Linked DNA regions of Capra hircus: region 2 is linked to region 1. A link is a contact called in public Hi-C data. All regions are on one chromosome and are shown on one strand. Each heading gives the region's core, a stretch centred on a gene start, on an enhancer-like site or on the middle of the called end of the contact. The rest is flanking DNA. Distances are from core to core; before and after follow the strand shown. Region 1 has its middle 23 kb from the start of CIPC. Region 2 has its middle 78 kb from the start of LRRC74A.

Evidence for each region. Hi-C and Micro-C count contacts between places; a contact is called where the count stands out from the background.
Region 2: a contact with region 1 is called in a Hi-C map of blood, with 2.4 times the contacts expected there. The contact joins two enhancer-like sites. A contact is called at or near these places in 3 of 5 Hi-C or Micro-C datasets (blood and liver).

Annotation. Positions count from the first base shown.
Region 1 is chr10:14,803,543-14,809,421 of ARS1.2, reverse strand. No RefSeq gene overlaps it. Among named protein-coding and RNA genes, the nearest start is that of CIPC, 23 kb to the right of the region's middle. Within about 2 kb of position 2,726, at least 1 of the 5 cell types and tissues checked has an H3K27ac peak or open chromatin away from gene starts, as enhancers often do.
Region 2 is chr10:14,919,721-14,925,599 of ARS1.2, reverse strand. No RefSeq gene overlaps it. Among named protein-coding and RNA genes, the nearest start is that of LRRC74A, 78 kb to the left of the region's middle. Within about 2 kb of position 2,574, at least 5 of the 5 cell types and tissues checked have an H3K27ac peak or open chromatin away from gene starts, as enhancers often do.

The DNA.
Region 1 (5,879 bases), core at 1,477-3,976:
TGACCGGTCCCCCTCTGATGCCACACGGGACTTTGATGTGGGCCCAGGTCAGGTCTAGCTCTCCCAGCCAGGGTTCTGGGGGAGTTCACTGTCTCAGGGAGAACAATGGGGAACAGGAGCTTGAGGGAGTCAGGTAAGGAGCACCAAGGAGAGGAGGGTGCTGTTCTTGACACCGGGTTTGTTCTCTCCATAAAAAAATGTGGGAGGGAGGTTCAAAAGGGAGGGGGTTATATGTATATCTATGGCTGACTCATGTTGAGGTTTGACAGAAAACAGCAAAATTCTGTAAAGCAATTATCCTTCAATAAAAAAATAAATTAAAAAAAGAAATACCTTAGAGGGTGAGGTTGATAAAAAACAGAAAGTATCATTCATTACCCCATTAAAGAATTTTGTATTCATTGAAGAAAAAAAAAATGTGAACACAGAAGTAAAGAGAGAAACAGTGACAAGTTCTTTTTTCCCCAATATCCCTGCTTCCCCAGCAGTGACCTGTATCAGCAGTTGGCTGTATGTCATTCCAGACTTTTTCTGGGCATTTATACATACACACACACATGTGTATATGATGCCACGATGTTTGGGGTTTTTTTGCTTTTACATCAGTTGGATCAAGCTGACCATACCGCCCTACAGCTTTCCCCCAATAACAGTGTATCTTGAACATTTTTTTCATGACCGTATATATGAAGCACACGTATCTGTTGTTGCTTTATTTTTCTAATTTCTGCAGATATTGCCCTTGTGGATGTGATGCAGTTGATTCAACCACTGCCTTTCCACTCACCCCCTCACTCAGGGTCCCTGTTGCCAGGCCTGACTCTGGGGAGCCTGGTGTTTCAGGTAAACGGCGCCACCGCACAGTCCCAGAGACCCTGTGCACATGCAGAATGCGGCAGCCCCTCCCTGCTCCCCTGAGCAGATAAGGGGTCTCCAGTTCTTTCTCCTGCAAACAATTCTGCAACCAGCGTCCTCGCCCATGCATCTCAGTGCACAGACGCCAGGCTTTCTGTAGGCACTGATACCCCGAGGTCGAGCAAGGAGGCAGGAGTGTGTGCATCCTGTGTGTGAGGGACCCTGCCAAGCTGTGGGAGGGCGCAGCCAGCCTCCTCCACCCCCAGCCTGCTAGCTCGCATCCATCACTAGCTGCTGGCCCGGCCGCTGCTTCCAGGAAATCAAGTGCAAAGACTGAGGACTGTCAGCGGCTTGCACACTGGGGGCCATCCAGGGAGTAGATGAAATTGTAGGAGAAAATCACACCAGGCTCCAGACCGCTCATGATGGAGACCCCGTGGTGACCTCTCCGGAGGAGTTAAAGGAATGCAGGCGGACACCACTCACCCTCCAGCATCCACCAGCGGTCCACCTGCGGGCACACAGCCCTCTGTCTTTGGAGAAGCCGTTCCTCGTTAGCAGGCCTGGTGGAACGGGGACCCTGGTCTGGGGCCCAGGCTGCCACTGCGCAGGTCAGGAGACCAGCCGGGATGCCAGCTTCCCTGGAGGGTGGACCCAGAGGACCTCACGGGGCCCTCCACCACTCAAGGTCAAGGGACCTGCCCCCTTCTGCCGGCCCCTAGAGGCACCATCTGGCAGCCAGGCAGTGATCCTCAGAGATTGCCCTCCACCCCGCCCCTGGGCCCATGAATGCTGCAGCTGAGCACACGTGCCCCGCCCACTCTCCCCCGACCTCCTTCCCTGCTGGGATCCAGGTGCTGGCATCACGCCTCAGGTCTTCTTATCCAGCTGCACCCCCATGCCCTGCCCCTCTGGGAGGAGGGGGCTCCGGACGGCCCTGGGGAGTCAGGGAGGTGCAGCATGGACAGGTCCAGCCTTTTCCTTAATGGAGGAAGGGTGGGTGACCCGAGGCTTCCCCTGGTTTCAAAGCAGCTAGGTTTATAAGCCTCCACCCTGCACCCCACCCCTGTCTTTCTTCCTCCTCTAGATCCCAGCCACCCACACCCGCACGTAGCCCTGCACACAAAACCCAGCCATAGCGATGAACACGGGGAAACACGCAACCATGTTGTTTTCAGTAAGCAGCTGTCTCATGGCTCTGCAGACCGACTTACCGGCTAATGATGAAAAGATAACTCTAGCTACATTCATTGGGCAGTGTGCCAAGTGCTTTATGGATATGATCCGACAATTTTCTTCACAAAACCATTAAGTAGAAGCCGTTCTGAATTTATCGGTGGGGAAATGGAAGCTCAGAGAAGTTAAGTGACTTGATCCAGGTCACACAGCTGCTGAACGCTAGAGCCAGGACTGGAAGCCAGGTTCCCATCAAACTCCGTGTCTGTGGGCTTAACCGTTGTGCTACCCTACTTACTTCTCTTTCATTTCTTCTTCTGGGTTGTCCCAGAGACCAGGTTGAGCTGGTCAGTTTCCCAGGGCTGACCCTGGGCCTGGGTGGGGATGCTGCTTCTGATTGCTGAAGCTGAGTGGAAAGACTCTCCCCATCTCCTCCATGTCCGGATTCTCTGACTCTCTCATGAGCTTACCCAGTCCCCTCTGGACCAGTAAACCCTGACTGGTCACCCGGCCTGCCAGGGAGCACTTTGGCTGCAGGGGGCCATCTCAGCCTGAAGATCATGGAAATCCCTCTCTACTCCACCTCCCCACCTGGGTCCAGGTGGCAGCTGGTCTCAGGGCTGTCCATCCACAAGCAGGCTGGGAGGTGGGTGAGAGAGAGGCGGCCCCCATTCCAGCGGGGCTTGCTGCCCTCGTGTGGCCTGGGCCCGCGACCACTGCATCTCCCACCTCCTTCCATCCTCCTTGCTGGTCTCCCGTCTTCCCCAGTGCCAAGGACACACATCCAGTGCCAAGCCCAGTGCAGGCGCCCAGGAAAAGGCGGCAGAAAGACAAGGGAAATTCCCAATCACCAGATAATACCCGAAGCCAATAACATCAATGGAGATGAAGTCTACTTATCTGTTGACCTGAAAAGATGCCCTAGTCTATTGTTCTGTTTAAAAAAAAAAAAAAAAAAAGGAAGAAAGCAGGTCTTAAAACTGTTGGAAAAGACCCTGATTCTGGGTAAGATTGAGGGCAGGAGGAAAAGGCGGCGACAGAGGGCGAGATGGTTGAATGGCATCACTGACTGGACATGAGTTTGAGAAAACTCTGGGAGATGGTGAAGGACAGGGAAGCCTGGAGCCTGCAGTGCATCGGGTCACAAAGAGTCAGACACAACTTAGCAACTGAACAACAACACAAATACAGTAAGAAAACCTTTTATTAATGAAAGGAAGTATTCTCTATGTATCTAATCATAGAAAAAGGATATTTGCCAAGATGCTAACAGATGGTTTTTGTTGTCTTGGCTTATCTGTGTTTTCTCTTTTTCTCAATGAACATCAATTACCCACATAATTTTAAAAAGCAATAAAAATAAACCAATCCCAGACCGATTGTACATCTTCCTGTCCTCATCCCTACCCCCAACAGCTCTCCAAAAAAATTATCACAGATCCATAATTCTGGACCTTCCTTTCTCTCTCCTGTCGTTTCCACATCTCAGCGGGTATGTGCTGGGTTGAGGGTCGGGGAGAGATTGCTACCTGCTCCAGGAAGACTTCCCCTGACTAATGGGAGGTGTGGAGGCTTCCCAGGGGGCCCTTTTCTCTCTGACCCGGCTCTGTCCAGATGCACAGTGCCCGAGGCCTTCTTCCCTCCTTGGTGCCCTTTCACGGAGGAGGAAATGCTCTGTGTTGTTGGCTTCTGCAGGCTGACCCCCTTCCCCGAGGCTGAGACCCTCAGAGGCAGCCACCCGGCTCCCCCATAATCACGTGGACTGGAGCCCCAAGGCAAATGGCTCCACCACGGGAGAGGCGATCCTGGCAAAATGAAGGAGGGAAAAGAAACCACAGAAGCTCCTGATCACCAGAAAAGAAAGAGCCGTGCTTCGGGAAGGGGCTGTGCGGGCCCCTTCCAGAAGGATCCGAGGGAAACGAGCTTCCTGAGCACTGACCACATGGACCCTCCGAAGACATGCTGCCACCCCCTCCCTTTGTGCCGGTAAGGGAGACAAGGCACCTGAGCCTCAGCTTCCTACCCCTCTGGTGCTTCAGCCCGAGTCTCACGTCAGGGTAGGCTCCGAAAAAGGCCTCTGGTTGGAGAAATTAGTGTTTGTGGGCAGCTTCTCCCACCTCTCCCTGACCATGTTAGCCACTGCCCAGGCTCCCCAAGAACCACAGACACCCCTCTCCTGGGCGAGGGGGAGTAAAGAGAGGCTAGGACCGAGCGTTCTCCCCAGAGGGCCAGCTCTCTGAGCGCCTGCTACTTTAGTGATGAAGATGGCTAACGTCCTTATTCTGGCCATTAGAATACCAGCCATCAGCAAGGCAGCGTAGAGAGCCCCAGGAGCTGGCCAGCCACACAGAAGAATCCAGGGTTCAAGGCAAAGGAACAGAGGACATTTAATGTCACCTTGAACCCCATTGTCAAATCACATTCCCAGAAGTGACCATCACCAGGGACCCAGAAATCAGGCTCCCACGCCCTCCAATCAGCTTGTACACACACAGGACAAATGCAGCAGCTGGTACATCTGATTGAGAGGAGGACACCCTCCCTGACACTCTTCCAGCTCTGTACCTAGCCACCTGGGTCAAGTCATTCCTGCCACCATAGCTCCCCTTCCACTTCCACAGCATGGTAGGGTCAACAAGGGTTTCAAAGAGTGTTGCTGAAGAATGCTCAGCCCCTGGCAGCGTCTCCTCCATGCATGGGGGTCTCAGAATGAGTTCCATGCCCTGAGCGCCTGGGCAGTTGGTGGTTCAGATGGTAAAGAGTCTGCCTGCAAGGCAGGAGACCCAGGTTCGATCCCTGGGTCAGGAGGATCCCCTGGAGAAGGGAATGACAACCCACTCCGGTATTCTTGCCTGGAGAATCCCATGGACAGAGGAGCCTAGTGGGTTACCATCCTCGGGGTTGCAACAGTGGGGGACACGACTGAGCAACTTTCACGATTGAAGCATGATTCGTAGCGACACCCTGTGGACACAATGGGTAACTGCATCCATCTGGACGAAAGCCACAGGACGACATCCAACTTTCTTCATTATGTGGAAAGGAGCTGATTGCAATTAATCAGGCTCATCACCTTTCACAGGGAGCTGTCTTAGAGCTGAAAAAGAATCCCTCCAAAAACCAGAAAACAGCCACCCAGCTGCACATTTCCATCTGTTTCCAGTAAGACACTGTTTCAATTTGCCCCTTTTCCAATATTGACTTGATAAGTCTAGAGGCTATGGAGGGAGGGTAATGTCAACAATAATGTCTATAATATTAATAGAAGTGTAAAGGGCTCTTTACTCTTGCCGTGAATTTCATGCATTATCTCATTTAATCTTCCCAGCCAACCGTGCAGGTATGCGCACTTACTCCCAACAGTCAGAGGAAGATTTTGAGACTTAGAGCATTAGGGAAGGCTAGGTTTCAGACCTGGGCAATTTGACATCAGACCCCCCCCCCCAATTCTGTTTAACCAACAGTCTGTGCAACCTCACTTCCCTCAGTGTCTACTGACCATGGTAATCCCTCGAGGCTGGAGAAGAGTCCCAATTTCTGGGGCATTGGCTTGACTCCTCAAATGGAATGCCCTTGAGTCACCCTCTGGGGAAATGATAGGTGAGTGGACATGAAGGGCTTTAGGGTTCAACAGGCCTGGGTTGGAGTCAGGTCTCTGCCTCTCTTGCCTTGGAGGGTGCTGTGAAGATTAGAGAAATCATTTGGTGCTGAGTAGATGCTCCAGAAATAGTGGCTATTCTCAACTGTATGGTGTGCAATTTGACCTTGGGAGGAGCCAGCCTGGAAGATTTCTGCAGGTGGCAAATTCTAATTCGACCTCTTTAGAAAACACCACTACTAAGAAGGGC
Region 2 (5,879 bases), core at 1,325-3,824, 120 kb before region 1:
GTCCCAGCAATGGTCCCTGGCGTGGGTGGGTCCCGCTGCCAGGAGCATTAGGCAACAGACTGATGCCTAACGCGTTTTACATCTTGTCATTTGCTTTACTCTTCATTTCCACTCCTGCCTTGCATCGTCTCATATCAAAATCAGCAGGAGCCAAGAAGCCGGCCTTGTCGTCATCTTAGGCCAGAGGACCCTGAGCTCAGAAGAGAGGCTTTTTCCTGCGGCTGGTGGGAGCCTCGCCTAGCCTATCGAATCCAGGTTGGCCATGGCTCAACCCTCCAGGCTGGGTACCAGGCCTTCCTTAGCAACCGCCGCTAAATCACGGCTGAGAGCGCCTGCTCGTGGGATCTGGGCCCCCGGGGTGGGTCCCTGTAAAGAAGCCACACTTGAGCCTGAGCCCAGCAGAGCTGGTGAGAGGAAGCGCGTGGGCTGCGTGCTGGCATGGGCCCGCCTGCCCCTCCACCCCTGCGAGAACCCGTGACAAACAACCTTGCCTGGTGCCCAAGCACCCTGCCAAGCCCTGTCATGGTAAAAGCCTGGCAGGCTTCTTAAGGAGTCCAATTTCAGCCCAGCGGGTGGGGAAACCAAGGCAGCAAGAGCCCAAGGTGACCAAGCTCACACGCGGTGCTGGCAACCGGAGGCTGGGCGTCCAGGGGTGCCCGCTGACACCACCCGCCCCCCCCCCGGCCGTTGGACCTCCCCAGCCAAGACTCTGGGACCCGGCAGAGCCCAGAGAAAGATCCAGCACTTGTCATCCAAGAGTCCTCATTGCGGTCCCCTCTCTCCAGGGCAACAGAGCCCCTGGGCAGCTCTCCCCACCCCCCACTGCCAGGAGCCCCCTGGGGCGTCAGGTCCAGGCCAGGAATCCAGCTCTAGAGCATTCCAGCTCCCAGCTGAGTGCCTGGAACAGCAGACATCAAAAAAACTGGCAGGCAGAGGGAGAAGGGAAGATTAGATCATTACAGCAGAATGAAGGCCACCGAGCAACCCAGGGAGGGAGGAGGAACAGAGGCCAAGAATGTGTTCAAGGCAACCTGAAAACTCCTTCAGATTAAAGCAGGCCCAGACACTGGCGGCTGCCCCGCTGCCTGAATTACTGGCCGGGGTGGGAGAAACCTGGCGTGTCTGCGCTCTTTTCAGGGACCCTGGGGCTTAGCAGCTAAGCTAAGTGTCAGGGAATCTTGGGGAACAACAGTAGGCATGTCTCGTGACCTGGGTGAAGAAGACACACACTTGGGCACAAAACCCACGTGGGCAGGCATCCACAGGAGCGGGTGCGTGTGTTTGCGTGCAATCTACAAACATGTTTTCACCAGGCTCAAGGAGAAGTAATCAGTCATGTCCGAGGAATCTTAGCAACAGCCATCCCCAGAAAAGGCTCCTGCCAGCTGGAGCGGCGATGAGTCAGCAGAGGCAGCCAGGGTTGGGGGGTTGGGGGGTGGGGAAGAGGCAAGCTCTCGCCCTGGAGCCGGCCTCTCCCTTCTCCCGGCCTGGCCGCCCCGCCTGGGTCACTGCTTTGGCACTGATGTCCGAGAACGCATTCCTGGAACTGGCCGGCCCAGGCCGCTCAAGGGTTTCTCCCTCCTCCTCCCTCTTCCTCTCCTGTCCCCACACCCGCCCTTTTTTTTTTTTTTTCTTCTCGCTGCAAAACCAAAACACCGCGCTCTCACAAGTTCAGGAGCTGCGGCCAAATGGCAGGAGACAGCGGGGCCGGCTGCAGGTCTGGGACACGACACGGGAGCTGCCCAGGCCTGGGGTGGTCCTGCTGGGGGCCGCTGAGTTCGGCTTCAGTCCCTCGGGGTTCAAGTGTCATTGCTCCAGGGAACAGGAGTTCAAGGTTGTGGCTCCTGGCAGTGGAGGTGGGGGGAACGGACTGTGTCCACCTCTGCCCCCCAAGAGCAAAGCCTGAGGTTGCTGACATGGATAACGGGCAGGTGGGGGAACCGGGGATGAGAGGCACTACCACAATCAATCGGGGCTCCACTGCCTGAGCGCGTGTTCGTTTTATCTTCACAGCAGCCCTCAGGATGGTAGAAGAATCATCTCCTTTTACAGACGGGGAGATGGAGGTGCAGACAGGTAAAAGGGATTTGGCCCAAGATCACAGAGCTATTAGGACAAGAGTTGGATGAAGTGAAACCAGGCTGGAGCCACCTTGGGAGCTTCAACTGATGGACCACACAGCCTTTCTTCCCGGGCGGCACCTACCCCACACGTGCCAGGATCACCGCACCTACGTAAAACAAATACAATAAAATCCAAGGAGGCTAGTGCCGTACCCCCGACCCCTCTCCCCGCTCCCGCGAGCCAACAGATCTGGGTGAAGAGCCATCTGCAACCTCAGCAACCGTGGTAGAGACAGGGGTGGAACAGCCTGGCCCAGCCTGAATCCCTGGCCTCTTTACTGGAGGCAGGAAATGAATAAAAGCTAAATGAGTTTGAAAATGCCAGGAGGCAGTGTTTATCCCCTCTCTCCCTCCCCCTCCCCCTGGCAAGGACCGTGTATAGTTACAGTTTAATCTTGGAAATGCCAGACAGCTGTTCCCCGTTGCTAAGAGACTGGCCCACATTATGCAGATGTCAGGGACCTCAAATGTCTGCCGGAAATTACAGATCATGTCGGAGGAGCAGAGGGACCTTCTCTCGGCCTGGGGAGGCGCAGCGGGAGACCCCCACCCACCCCACCCACTCCTGGAAGCTAGGGGTGGTGGATGGCAGAAATAAGGGGCCCAGCCCTCCCCGGGTGTGCCCCCCTGAGGCTCTGGCTCCTCCCTGGTCCCCCTTCTGCTGCCCTGGCTCCCTCCTTCCTGCCTACCCCGCCCCGCCTCCACCCAGGCCTTCCGCCTTGGACCACTGTGTGGATGCCCATCTCCACCCGCCGCCCCCTCCCCTTTTCCTTCTGGAGCATCATTCTTCACTTCAGTGTCCTCCAGTCTCTCATGCAGTCTTCCCTGCCCCCAGGACGCAGCTAAGCTGATTGAGACAGCGCTTCAGAGAGAGACAGCCCCCTACCCTAGGAGGCAGGGGTCCCACTTCCTGAGGCCCCCCTTCCCTCACCTGGAGCTGAAAATGGACACACAGAGCAGGCACTCACACACCCCCTCCCTGACATTGTCCCTCACCACCGCCCCCCACGGAAACCAACAGGAGGGCCATCGGTTACCATGGTAACTGCAGGCTACAAGAGTGGCTGCATCCCTGGTCCCTGGGGAAGGGCAGCTGCCATCCTGCAGGGCAGGAGGGCCGGGGGGTCAGAGGGGAGGCCCTTTGCCAAACTTGTACTCTAACGTGGACCCTGACCGAAGGTGACAGAGAAATCTAGCAGGGCCCTGAAGGATGATGGGGGGCAGGCAAAGCTCCTCACTCAGGCTGGAGAGGGGCTCAGAGAGGCTACCTGGCAGTGCCAAGGGAATTATAGCACCAGCAGGGTCTGAGGAATGACCCCCCTGGGCATTGTGGAGATGGGGGAGGGGACGGGGCCTGGGCATAGGGTGGGTGCTGACTACCCGCTGTTGCCCTGCACGTCCACGGGGTACCCTTGAGGGCAGCAACTTTATCACGCTGCCCTTGCATCCAGGCTCATCTGCTTGCTCTCCCTGTTGCTGGCTGAGTGACCTTGGCTTCCTCTAGCCTCATAAAATAAAGCCGGGCATACTTTATGTGCCCTGGAAGATAGCTGTGAAGATAAGTATGGGGTGTGTGTGTGAGTGAGCCCATAGATCAGAGCACTTTATTGAAAGGTTCGTGGAAGCCTCATGAAAGCAGGGCTGTATTACCAACCCAGCCAGACTTCCCTGGAGATGCTGATGGGAAGGGCATGCTATTTACACAGCTTTCCTTCCATATCGCCAGGTCTTCCTCCCTGCCAAGTGGACACCACCCTCACAGAGGGCCTTACTTTTGCGCCCTGGCTCCTCAGGCCAGCTCCTCTGCCCCCACCCCGCCCCAACACATTCTTCCCGCAATGCTGATGTCAGGTGGGGAAACTGAGGCACGGAGACTTCCAAGACCTCCCAGAACCATCATAGACCATGAGCTCCCCCATGGCCCCTCAGAGCTGCCAACCCTGCACCCACATCCTGCAGCCTCAGCCTCTGCCCTGGCTTTAAACCTCAGGAAGGCCTTGACCTCTGTCTCCACCAGTTAGACCCCCAGGTCCCTCCCTAGTGCAAGCTGGGCAAATCAACAGACCCCTTTAGCTGTCCTTCCCCTTCTGGAAAATGGAAACAATAGTAGTAGGGACCTCTTTAGGGTTGCTGTGAAGATTGGATGAAATGAAACCCACAACCCGCTGAGTTCCGGCTAAGATCTCAGTTCATTTCAGTTCTTTTGTTAAAGTGGAGCCCTCAGCTTGGCACTGCCTCTGAAGAAGAACCGTGTCACGTTTCAGCAGAGAGAGGAAGGGAGAATTCCTTGGCTGCGTGCACACCTGCTCAGCAACTGGTTTCTGCCCCCTTGGAAGCTTCTGAAAAGGTGGTCCGGGACAGTGCCCCTGGGGAGAACTCTGAGGACCAGGCACTAGCCATAAAGACTTGGGAGGTTCCTTGGGACCTCAGACAAGATGCTGCTCCAGAAAAGGAAGGGATGGCAGAGGATGGTGTCCCCGTGCCCCCCGCTCCCCACCCCCCGCCCCATGGAACTGCTGAGAGGAGAAAGGATGTGGTGCCAGGCAGGAGCCCCAGAGACCAAGCAGGGCTGGCTCCCCGCGCATTCAGACACTCACAGCCTTCCTTCGGCAGAAGGGAGACGGGGCAGCTGCTCAATCTCCTCTTTGTTCATCTTTCTCTCCCCCTACTCCAGGCCGCATCCTTGCATTTCCTCCCCTCCCCTCCCAGCTTTCTCTCTCCCTCGTTCACTTTCTCGCCCTTCCTCATCGCCCTCCCCGTTCCATCCCTCCCTTGAAGCGGATTTCTTGCTTTCTCATCCTTTCTTCTCCCTCAGAGCTCAGAATCACACTTGGCAGCCAGTCGTCCTCGCCTGCCTCCCTCCCCTGTGTCCTTCCCTCCACCCGCTCCTCCAGCAGCTTCGCTTCTCTTCCCTTCCCCTCCCCAGTTCCTCCCTCCTCCTCCTTCCCTCCTGTGTCTCCTTTCTCTCCCCGCTTACCCTCCACCTCCTCCTCCTCTCTCTCTCTCTCTCTTCTTCACCTAAAAGAGACACTTCATATCCCCAGGCAGACAAAGCCAGGTCAAGGTCATCCCTCAAGCCCTCCCCAGCCCTGACCTGGGAGACTGGGGTCCAGAAACCAAGGTCAGAGCAGAGCAGAAAATCAGAGTGGGTTGGGGAGAGTCTGTCTCGGGATCCAGACGACCCCCAGGGCACCTGGAACCCTCTCCCTACCGGGATTCTCATGCCAGGCCACCTGCTTCTCACAAACGCCCCACCTGGCTCCTAGCTCCCGGCTGCGTGCAGCCCGTGGAGCAGGGAGTGTCTGAATCCTCACCTTCCCTGGTTCTGCTTACCTCCTTACTCTCTGCCCTGGTGAGTCCAGGTGAGAAGGAAGAACTTAGAAGCAGTCATAACCTGCTTCAAACTGGAAGCAAAGGGCTGGGGAGAGGTGGGGATTGTTTCATATAGGAGGGGCACATTGTAATAGAAGAAACATGAGGCTTTAAAACCAGACAGGCTGAGCTTGAAATATTGATTCTGCTTCTTAGCAGATGATGACCTTGAGCAAGACACTTTCTGCACTCCAGCATCCACTTCTGTGCAATGGGGATAACAAAGGCACCTCCATCCTGGAGCGGCTGCGAGAACGCAGGGAGAGAAGGCACACACGGGAAGTGCTTGGCACCACCGGTGGCTGCTCCTGTCTGAGCGCCAGTTTTCTCTCCTTGGAAGAAAAAAAGGCTTCCTGGAGGAGATGGGGCTTGTTCAGGGTGTTG